2 separate regions of the Sus scrofa genome follow, and region 2 is linked to region 1. The links are chromatin contacts, called in public HiChIP or PLAC-seq maps. All regions are on one chromosome and are shown on one strand. Each heading gives the region's core, a stretch centred on a gene start, on an enhancer-like site or on the middle of the called end of the contact. The rest is flanking DNA. Distances are from core to core; before and after follow the strand shown.

Region 1 (5,889 bases), core at 2,169-4,668:
CCTATGCCATAGCCACAGCAACGTCAGGTCTAAGCTGCATCTACAACCTACACCAAAGCTCATGGCAATGCCAGATCCTTAACCCACTGAGCGGGGCTAGGGATCAAACCAAGTCCTCATGGATACTAGTCAGGTTTGTTACTGCTGAGCAGAATGGGAACTCCTATAGTCTTATTAATGATGGCCATTCTGACTGGTGTGAGGAGGTACCTCATTGTAGTTTTGATTTGCATTTCCTTACCAATTAGTGATATGAGCATTTTTTCATGTGCCTATCGGCCATGTGTATGTCTTCTTTGGAGAAATGTCTAACTAGGTCTTCTGCCCCTTTTTCATTTGGATTGTTTTTCCTTGTTGAGCTGTATGGGTTGTTTGCATATCTTGGAGATTAAGCCCTATTTCCATTTCCTCCTTCAGTTGCAACTATTTCCTCCCACTCCTTAGGTTGAATTTTCATTTTTTTTTTTTTTTTAAGGTTTCCTTTGCTGTGCTAAAGCCTATAAGTTTGTTTTGGACCCATCGGTTTATTTTTGTTTTTATTTCTATTGCCTTGGGAGATTGACCTAAGAAAATATTCGTACTGTTGATGTCAGAGAATGTTTTGCCTATGTTTGCTTCTAGGAGTTTTATGGTGTCTTGCCTTATGTTTAAGTCTTTGAGCCTTTTTTTTTTTTGGTCTTTTTTTTTTTGCAGGTGGGGGCACACCCGAGGCATAAGGAGGTTCCCAGGCTAGGGGTCAAATCAGTGCTGCAGCCATCAGCCCACACCAGAGCCACAGCAACATGGGATCCAAGCCGCATCTACCACTTACACCACAGCTCACAGCAACGACAGATCCCCAATCCACTGACAAGGCCAGGGATCGAACCCACACCCTCATGGATGCCACTCAGGTTTGCTAACTGCCAAGCCATGACAGGAACCCCAGAGCCATTTTGAGTTTATTTTTGTGGATGGTGTGAGGGTGTATTTTAGTTTCACTGATATTCATGCCTCTCTTCAATTTTCCCAGCACCATTTGATGAAGAAACTTTCCCATTTTTTTTCTTGCCTCCTTTGTCAAAGATTGATTGACTATAAGTTTTATTTGGGTTTATTTCTGGGCTCTCAATTCTGTTCCACTTGTCTGTATGTCTGCTTCTGTACCAGAATCACACTGTCTTGATTACTGTAACTCTGTAGTACTGTCCTAGGTCTGGGAGAGTTATGCCTCCTGCTTGGTTTTATATCCTCAGGATTGCTTTTAGCCAAAGCAATCTTGAGAAAGAAAAGTGAAGGAATCAAGCTCCCTGAGTTCAGATTATACTACAAAGCTAAAATAATCAAAACAGTATGGTACTAGCACAAAAACAGAAATACAGATCAGTGGAACAGCATAGAAAGCCCAGAAATAAATCCACACACATATACTCAATTTATGACAAAAAAGGCAAGAATATACAATGGAAAAAAAAAAAAGTCTTTTCAATACGCAGTGTGTAGAAAACTGGACACATGTGAAAGAATGAAATTTGAAAACACTCTCGGAGTTCCCGTCGTGGCGCAGTGGTTAACGAATCTGACTAGGAACCATGAGGTTGCAGGTTCCATCCCTGCCCTTGCTCAGTGGGTTAATGATCCAGCACTGCCGTGAGCTGTGGTGTAGGTCACAGACGTGGCTCGGATCCCATGTTGCTGTGGCTCTGGCATAGGCCGGTGGCTACAGCTCCAACTGGACCCTTAGCCTGGGAATCTCCATATGCTGCAGAAGCTGCCCAAGAAATGGCAAAAAGACAAAAAATAAAAAATAAATAAAAATAAAAACACTCTCTAACATCATATGTAAAGATAAACTCAAAATGGATTAAAGACCTAAATGTAAGACTGGATACTAAAAATCTCCTAGAGGAAAACATAGGCAGAACACTCTTAGACATAAACTGCAGTAAAAATCTGTTCTGATCCACTTCCTAATAAGAATGAACAAACAAATGAGACCTAATCAAACCTGAAAGCTTTCACACAATAAAGGAAACCATAAACAAAATGAAAAAACAATCCACAGAATGGGAGAGAATATTTGCAAATAAAGTGGTCGACAAGGGATTAACCTTCAAAATACACAAACATCTTACACACCTTTATATCAAAAATAAATAAATAAATAAATAAATGGTCAGAAGATCTAACCAAGGAAGACAGACAGCCAAAAAGCCCATGAAAAGATTCTCAACATCACTAATTATCACCAAAATGCAAATCACAACTACAACGAGGTATCACTTCACACGAGTCAGAATGCAAAGTGATGCATCACAAAGTCTCCAGACAATAAATGCTGGAGAGGGTATGGAGAAAAGGGAACACTCCTACACTGTTGGTGGGAAGGTAAAATGGTACAACCACTATGGAGAACAGTATGAAGGTTCCTTAAAAAACTAAAAAGAGAACTACCATATGATCCAGCAATCCCACTCCTGGGCACACATCCAGAGAAAACCATAATTCAAAAAGATACATGCACCTCAATGTTCACTGCAGCACTATTTAACATGGAAGCAACCTAAATGTCCATCAAGAGAGGACTAGGTAAAGAAGATGTGGTATATATATTCCATGGAATATTATTCAGCCATAAAAAAGAATAACGCCATTTGCAGTAACATGGATGGACCCGGGAATTATCACATTAAGTGTAGCAAGTCATTAAGTGAGGTAAGTCATAAAGAGAAAGACAAATACCACAGGAGACCACTAGTATGTGGAATCCAATTTTTAAAATGATACAAAAGAACTTACAAAACAGAAACAGACTCAAAGACTTCAAAACCAAATTTATGGTTACCAAGGGGAAACGTAGAGAGGGCAAGGGGAATAAATTAGGAGGTTGGGACTGACACATACACATGACTATATATAAAAAAGATAAGTAAAAGGACCTGTTGTACAACACAGGGAAATCTACTCAATATTATGTAATAACTTACATAGGAAAAAATTCTGAAAAGGAACAGATATAGGTATAACTGATTTACTTTGCTGTACACGTGAAACTAACACAACTTCATAAGTCAACTATACCCCAATAAAGTTTAGAAAAGAAAAAGGAAGTCTATTACATTACCACTCTGTGTGGTACTAAGCTTACTCCATGCCTTCCTTAATTTTGCTCTAATGACCTCTCTGTGGGTTAAGTATTACTTCCCTTTTACAGATGAGAAAACCAAGGCTTGGAAAGATTAAATAAAATTGAGAGATTAGCCTCAAAGTCAGGATTCCAACTTCAGGGCTCGTATTCCTTCTACAATAACACGACACATATGTGCCAAAACGCAAGTAAAGTTGGAGCAAATAATTGGGAGAGACAGATGATGCTGGGCGAGGAGGAAGCAGTGTGGAAGAGGAAGCTGTGGAAAGCTCCATCGGCACAATTCTTTACACACACACACTGTAGGTCAAGTGCATCGGGCACTGCCCTGGGCACTGGGGGTTCCACAAGGACTCATTCACAACCCCTGCTCTCCTGGATGGAAGGACCTTGTTGATCAGGCAATTATGACACAACAGTCGTGCTGAATGAGACCAGCACAACACACCTGCTCCAGGGCAAATGAAGGAAACCACCTTCTTTTACTGCTCACTTTAGCAAACACTGAGGGAGTAGCTGGAATTAAACTCCAGACCCGAAGAAAATGAAATCTAACGTTGTAGATGTGCTGCACATAAACAGGATATGTTTTTGACATTAGGTCATAATTCTTTCAAATAATGAGTTTTTATTTGCACCAGTTGGATTTATGTGTAGACATTAAATACATAGCAAAGTGTACTATAAATATACCACATACTGATAATACACTGTATAGAAGAAGTTACATAACTGCTCTTCTATGCCTAAAGCGGCTCTTATAGCTCTAAAAATGCCAATGTGACGATTTATTTTTTTAACTTGTTTACTGCAGACTTGCTTCAAATGAACATAGCATGGAGCAAAATGCATACTTAACAGTCTCCAAAGCGATGCATTCTGAAGTACTGCAGCTAACATTTAAGTAAAGAGGGTTCCTGAAATATTCATTGCAGTCCATCTAAAATTTTGAATTAGCAAAGGCTTAGAACACATGTGGTTTTTTGCATTGTTATACAAAAAGAACTAGAAAATTGTATTTGTTCCCCAAGTAAAATTGCCAAAGCCCAAATCTTTTTAGCTTCAACAACTGCATTTTCCAAGTGTATTCAAAATGAGTGATTCTCAGAGAATAAAAATTGATTGGAGGAATAATTTTAAGCTGAGATGATTTCCATATTTATCAAACACTGGGGTAAAAGCAAACTCTAATCTTGCTGAGCCATAAATTAGCATTTGATTTAAATGCCAAGAAGTAAATATTTATAAACAGATTAAACCAATGTTTTATTTAACAGATAAAAAACATACTGTACTCCTATCTCTAAGTTCTCCAGGGCAGGAAGGGGAGGTGAAAGGGAAAAGGGAGAAGAGGGGAAGGGGAAAATGGAGAGAAGGCCACTAAAAGGACGGCAGTCTCGCTGTTTTCTAGCTCTTTACTCTTCTTGATAATAGAAATCAGTAGAATTTAAATTTAAACAAAGATATCAAGCAAAGTATTGCAAAACTCATGAAAAGAAATGAAGCTGAATTTACTTGTCCAGGATATCCGGACCAGTTAAGCAACAGAGCAGGGACCCCGAGTCCTCCTCTACACAAGTCCCCCAAGTTTAGAACCGAGTTCTTCGGTACTTAATTAACCAGAAGAGAAATGCTCTTTTCTGAGGCGACCACGCCAGATAGTCAGACGGTAAACTGAAAAACTCAAATAAAGGAGTCACGAAAACTGACAGGCACCAATCTAAGACACTTTCTGTTAAGTTAGAGCGCACAGTCAGTTGCTTGCCCGTCTCCCGTCGCGGGGTCAGGGTCTTCTCTGTGCGCATGTGTTGGCTCTTTGGCACAAACCACCACCGTCTATGATGTCCCGTTTCTGTGTCTTTAAAGTGGAGCAAAAATGGATAGGATTTTGAGCACGAAATGTCTATATTTTTACAATTTTGAACACAATTTTTTTCCACTTCTCACCCACACCCAAGTCAATGGTATTAAGTAACATGACTTTGGGGTTCCACACATTAAACATTTTTGCATTCATATTTATCAGTTTACGCAATATTTAAACTACATACTTAGGCTTACCACTACTACTGGCATAAACACACTTAGGAACAAACACAGCTGACTTCTGGTTAGCACACAACTTAACTAGTGAGAACAGAAACGTTACCAGACTTCCGTGTCACCTCCCAGCCAAGCCCATTCGGTATGTCCTGGGACAAAGGGACTGGAGAAGACTGGTGAACCAGCAAGCCAGACAAGTGGGGTGTGGATAGACAGGTTCCACCACAAAACATTTTAAAATGGATGCTGATGCCAAGGGCATCCCAAATGCCCTTGGTCTCTTTAAGGTCTCTGGAGACTATTAATACGAATCACTTCTTAGAAATTATTTCATTACTAACTCTATGCAAAATGAGTTGGCACTGTCCTCGGAGACAACAGGTCAGAGTACATACCAAATAAAAGTTCGTGTGCAGTTTTTTAACAGCACTGTAGCAGACAGTACAATTAGATATGTTTCTAATGTCATTAAATATGAAACAATAGGAGGAGTTCCCGTCGTGGCGCAGTGGTTAACGAATCCGAGTAGGAACCATGAGGTTGTGGGTTCGATCCCTGCCCTTGCTCAGTGGGTTAACGATCTGGCTTTGCCATGAGCTGTGGTGTAGGTTGCAGACGCGGCTCGGATCCCGCGTTGCTGTGGCTCTGGCGTAGGCCGGTGGCTACAGCTCCGATTCAACCCCTAGCCTGGGAACCTCCATATGCCGCGGGAGCGGCCC
Region 2 (5,290 bases), core at 728-3,227, 150 kb after region 1:
AAAAAAAAAAAAAAAGTATGTACATCATTTTTTAGACAATGCTACTGCACACTTAATAGATGACAGAGCAGTATAAATATAAATATACCTTATATATGTACCAGGAACCTAAAAAGTTCTATTTCTTGATTTATTATGATATTTGCTTTATTAAGATGGTCTAGAACCAAACCCGCAATATCTCCAAGGTATGCCTGTATAGCAAAAAAAGATCTAAAAAGTATGAATATGTTTTCAGGGGTATGTCAGAAGAACAGTTGAAATTTGGGACTGTCTTTGGATATTAAGGACACAGTCATTACATGTGAGATCAGCTGCTGTGGCAAAGACACACCTTCGAAATATTTACAGAATCCAGCGAGTCAGAAAATAGCACACGTGCGCGCGCACACACACACACACACACAGATTTAGTGATAGAGAGACTGGGTGATTAAGACAAAGCTCTCCTACATTAATGACCCTCTCTCATAGTGATGACAAATTTCCCAAATCATTTTGTTGTGTCCGTTGAATTCATTCACCAACAGACAGCAGCAGGAACAGGCATATGGGACAATGAAAGAAATAATTAAGACCTTACCCATAAGGTTATCAGCCAGAAGCTGGAATTAGCAAGAGACTCTATAGCAAGAGGAAGGAAAAGTGACTTTTCCTGCTCACAACGGGGCATGTTATCTGGAAGGAGAAAAACATCACATACTTTTCAGAAGAAGATCCTGGGCTAGTCCACGCAGAAACACATATTCATATTTCCCCAACTGAGGTCGTTTACATCTACAAGCATCTGGGCTGCTCTTCCCTTCATGGTGACTCTTGATGAGCCCCTCCTGCCAAACCGCTCCTTCTTTTTGGCCACCTAAGCACACGTGTTCACTTCCCCCTAAATTAACTTGCTTGCGGGTTTGCTGGGGTCCGAGTGTTAAGTCATTTCACGTGTGCGGGCTCTATGGGCACCGCCCATCGCCAAAGCTCCTGCAGTTTCGCTGTGGGCTTGACCTGACTTGTATTTGCTGAAATGAGAAGGAAGGTACCTGGGGCGTAAACACATGGCGTCTCCAGTCTCGAGGCTGCTGGGAGCAGCGGGTGGGGGCAGGTACATGCAAGGTCCTTCTTTTTGCCTTTGCTACCCAGCGTCTGCCTCCTTTCAAATCTTTTGCCAACCTAGGCTTTACTGATCCCCCGTCTTGGGTCAGTGAAAATAAATAACTCACCTATTACACACACTCTGGGCGTGTGGGATCAGCACACCAGCCTTAGATGGTATGACTTCATGATCGCTTCAGGTGTGTACCCTCGGGGTTTGCACCCAAATACAAGGCAATAGATGGGTATGGATGGGGCAGTGAGGGAGTGTACGCAGAGCTTCAGGGTAAACCACCATAAAAATGGGTTGGCCAGGTTTTTTTCCCCCTCACCAAACTGTATTTCTTAAAAATCCCTGGTGGCTTAGCTGTTAAGGATCCAGTGTTGTCACTGCTGTGGTGATGTTCTATCCCTGATCTAGGAAATTCTGCATGGTGTGCCCCCCCCCCAAAAGACCAAAAACTTTGCAGTGTAATTTACATACAACACACAGCAGTACTTAAAATGTATACTTTGATGATAACTGGCATATGTGTATGTTGTGACACCATCAATGCAAGATTCCGGACATTCCATGAACTCCAAATGAGTTTTCTTGTGGGTATGGCCAGTTTTTATCTTCAGTTTGGAAACTTTTTTGGTTTTGAGGGAATTGGATCTCACTAGGAGCCCAGGGCTCACCTTGGGGTCACTGATGGTATTGAAGTGATCCCTTAGCACCCCCATCCCCCACTCAGCAAATCCACCCCTTCCGCAGGGAGAACAATCCCTCTGACCAACAAAAGACGGGACTTCCAGTATGACTCACCCTCAGTCCTGGGGCTCATACTCAGGCTCTGATAAGAGGCAGTCAATCTGTCCTCCGTTTGTTTATAATGAGTCACGCTGGAAATCAGGCAGCTCCTTTTTTTTTTTTTTTTTCCTCTCCCGCGTCACCGTTGGGCAAGACCCAGAGGCAGCTACACCCCCATTCAAAGTGCAGTCATCCTTATAGAGTCCGGTGACTCAATGGGGCCCCCTACCGGTGGAGACAGGCAGGGCCACGTCGTGGAGCTGAGGTCGGCCTTTCTCCCCTGCTTCAAGGACGGATCTCAGCGACTTCCAGATTTGCAAGAGGAACTCGGGAAAAAGCAGCTGAGTTTTCTGTGCATCCTGTCCACCGCCCCCAATTATTAGTGACAGAGTGGGGAATGAGTCACAACTTGCAGCCGGTGCCCACGCTGCAGCGATTAAGCACATAATTGCTTCAATGATGAACCTTCCTCCAACTGCAGTCCCCCCCACCCCTGACCCCGGAGCTTTTGACTGTGAGCCTGCAGTCTCGGGGGCAGGAATTGTGAGGGCCTGGCTTTAAAAAGACGATGCCTCTTGGACCCGGATTTAAAATTCCTGCGTACAAGTCCTGATGGGAGCCTGGGGGAGGTTTCAACTAGAATTAATATCATGATCAAGTCAACATAAAGTAGATTGATCTGCTGTTTCAAGGTACTGCGGCAAAGCCCTCTGTTTGGAGAACAAATCACCATAGCAACTCAGCCGCCCCAGTTACAGTAGGCTCAGGACGACCAAAATAAAAATCCTCACCAAATCTCAGGATTGGCTGAGAGCTGCTGTCAGACTTTCGGTTTCCAGCCGACATTAGCCAGCACGCATTAATGTTTCCTAAATCGCTGAAAGGGATGCTTTAAATAGTAATAAAACTATCCAGCCAGGTTAGAGAGGGGTTCTGCTCCCCCCGCCCCCCGCTTCTAGTTTAAACACGAGCAGATCCCATCGCCAAACAGCAGCATTTGTCCTTAAAATAGACCAGAAAAGGGCTCATTGTTACTTATCGTGGTTTGCTAGTTCCGTTCCAAGTTAGGGGTACATAGCACAATAAATGCTGATTTGTAAGAAGAGCCAAATCAGTATAACAGGTTTTCTGTAGGTGTGAAAGGAAAAAAAGGGAAAGCACTCTTTTCTCCCTCCATCCCCAGGACCTCAGCCCTGGGTTTTGGTTCCATTCATTACCTGTTCTCTCTCCTGCATCTTCCTTCTCTCACTGGGTCCTGGCGCCTTCCTTCTGATCACCTTGGCCTAAGGCTTGCCCAGTCTCGCAATCCTAAGGATTCCTCGGTGCCTCAGTCTGGCGTGTGCCCCAGGCTCCCTGCAACCACCATCCTGGACACCCAGAGCTCCCCTGCCGTGTTGCAAACTGAGGCCACCAGCGTTCCTGCTGCTCAACTCCTGACCCTGTGGGTCACTGCCTTGAAATTCTCCCCTGCTTTTGATTCTGGTGGCGGCATGATCCAGAATCTTCTTTTTAGAATGTATCCTCTATCATCTCACCTCCTAAATGTAGGCATTTTCTAAAGTCCTGTTTCATATTTGCTCATTTATTTTTTGTCTTCAATTCTCACTTCCCAGCAGAGGTCTGCCACCTCTTCGGTTGAGACTGCCTGACCATGGCTCTCGCAAAACTCGATCCTAAGTGAGCTGAGCCTTGCCTGCACAGTCTTTCTCCAGACTCTTTGTTTCTGTTAATGGCTTCCTTGTCTCCTGAGGCTTCAAGGCGAGGTGTTATTCAGATTCTTCCTAGGCATGTAATTTCCTTGCCGCATTCCCTAGACTGTCCTTTGATGCTTCTTCAGTTTATGTCCTTTCCATTCCCAAAGCTATACCATCTGAGTTTTGGCCAAAACCACCTGTTGCTTAGATTGTTAATGACAGTTTCTGAAATGGTCTTTTCACCTGCAGCCCTTCCCCCCAGGTAGCAAGGTATGGTAGAAAGGAAGGCGGCTTTGGAGTTGGGGTCCCATCTCTGCCCTTTATGTCCACGGTGACTTTAATTTCTTGATCCCTCCGAGGCTTCATCTCCTCATCTGTAAAGCAGGTGTCATCCCTCTTTCAGGGTGTGAGGATTTAATGGGGGTAACATATGTGAAATATCTAAGTGCTCAACCGATCTTAGTTCCTTTCCATTGCAAACTTACTACTGCCAGACCCAAGTCTTAAAACAGCCTTCTTGGTCACGTCCTTCCCTTACTCCAATGTTCCTTTTTCTACTGAAATAAGAACAAACTCCTCAAGCCTAGCACTTGGGAGACTCCTACACTATGCCCCCCGTGTCTTGTTCCCACTCTGCTGTTCACGACTTTCTTGAAACACCATTCTGTTTCCCATCTGTTTCTTTGCTTGTGCTCTGTGCTTGGACGTCAGTGCATCATCTGCATCTCTGTCTGATGAAATCCTAGCTGTGCTTTCAGTCTCATCTTGAATCCTACGTTCTCTTTGAGGCCAGCCCTGCCCCTAGCCCTGGATATGACTTCATTCTCTGAGCCCTGCCGCACTGATCCCTCTCTAGAGGTGTTTTTAAGACCTTACTTGCTCATGTTCTTTGTTGGACTTCTCTTTGCTGCACGACTGAACGTCCTTGCTGGCGTGGACTGGTACAGCATCAGATCCAGAGGGGGCCCTCCGCCTTATGCAATAAATGCCTTTTGCCAAAAACAAACCTGCCCAGTCACGCTTCCCTTGTTCTACTGAGCTTTCTTCTTCCCCCAGCTGCGGCTGGGTGTCACCCTTCCCAGAAACAAGCTGTTCATGGGAGCAAACCTCTCCTCTCATTGACACCAAATTCTGGAGGTCCTAATTAAAAGTGTCCCCAAATATCATCTCAGATATACCCTGTCACCGTTTCATCAGACCCTGTTTATTCACTATTTTCATGAATCCTAGGAAATTCCCTTGTTTAAACCACAAGTTGATTTTGTTTACCTGCCTCCCAGGCCCTCGGGGAGCACTGTTCTTTTGATGCAGAAATATCTTCATGCAAAAGGATCCTTCGGAATATCTGAAATTCCTCTTCTTTCTCACCCACGAATCAGTCTCTTTAACAGTGACAGTCAATACTACACAGAAAAGGAACTCAGATTAGGGATCCAGGGGAGATCTGTTTGTAAACAGAATGAGAAACAGGGGTCCACTGAGCCGGTTCTATAGTGTGTCTGTAGTTCTTAACTATTTGATCAATTTATAGTTTTTAATAGTAATGTCCTAGAACCAAAGTACATTTCTTCACTATATATGTATATACACATGAATATTATCTACCTTCTAGTTTACAAGGTTTCATTTTAGGATGAATGAGGCTGGAAATATGGTTTCATCATTATATGGAGCTCACGTTGGCCATACCATTTGCCAAGTACAATTTTCAAAAGGT

Evidence for each region. HiChIP or PLAC-seq counts read pairs in DNA pulled down with a chosen protein or histone mark.
Region 2: an H3K27ac HiChIP or PLAC-seq map of alveolar macrophages shows a contact between it and region 1. The contact joins two enhancer-like sites. A contact is called at or near these places in 1 of 47 Hi-C or Micro-C datasets (epiblast stem cells) and 1 of 2 datasets of contacts at active chromatin or transcription factors (alveolar macrophages).

What each region holds. Positions count from the first base shown.
Region 1 is chr3:29,104,568-29,110,456 of Sscrofa11.1, forward strand. The region is part of intron 2 of MKL2 (MKL/myocardin-like protein 2); the gene reads right to left. Among named protein-coding and RNA genes, the nearest start is that of MKL2, 130 kb to the right of the region's middle. Within about 2 kb of position 3,419, at least 5 of the 83 cell types and tissues checked have an H3K27ac peak or open chromatin away from gene starts, as enhancers often do. A contact at or near this core is called in alveolar macrophages, where this site is marked.
Region 2 is chr3:29,259,509-29,264,798 of Sscrofa11.1, forward strand. It overlaps LOC106509690 (a long non-coding RNA gene), which reads right to left. Exons shown (of 4, transcript XR_002342411.1): 1 at 1,895-5,290; 2 at 584-678. Among named protein-coding and RNA genes, the nearest start is that of MKL2, 22 kb to the left of the region's middle. Within about 2 kb of position 1,978, at least 47 of the 83 cell types and tissues checked have an H3K27ac peak or open chromatin away from gene starts, as enhancers often do. A contact at or near this core is called in alveolar macrophages, where this site is marked.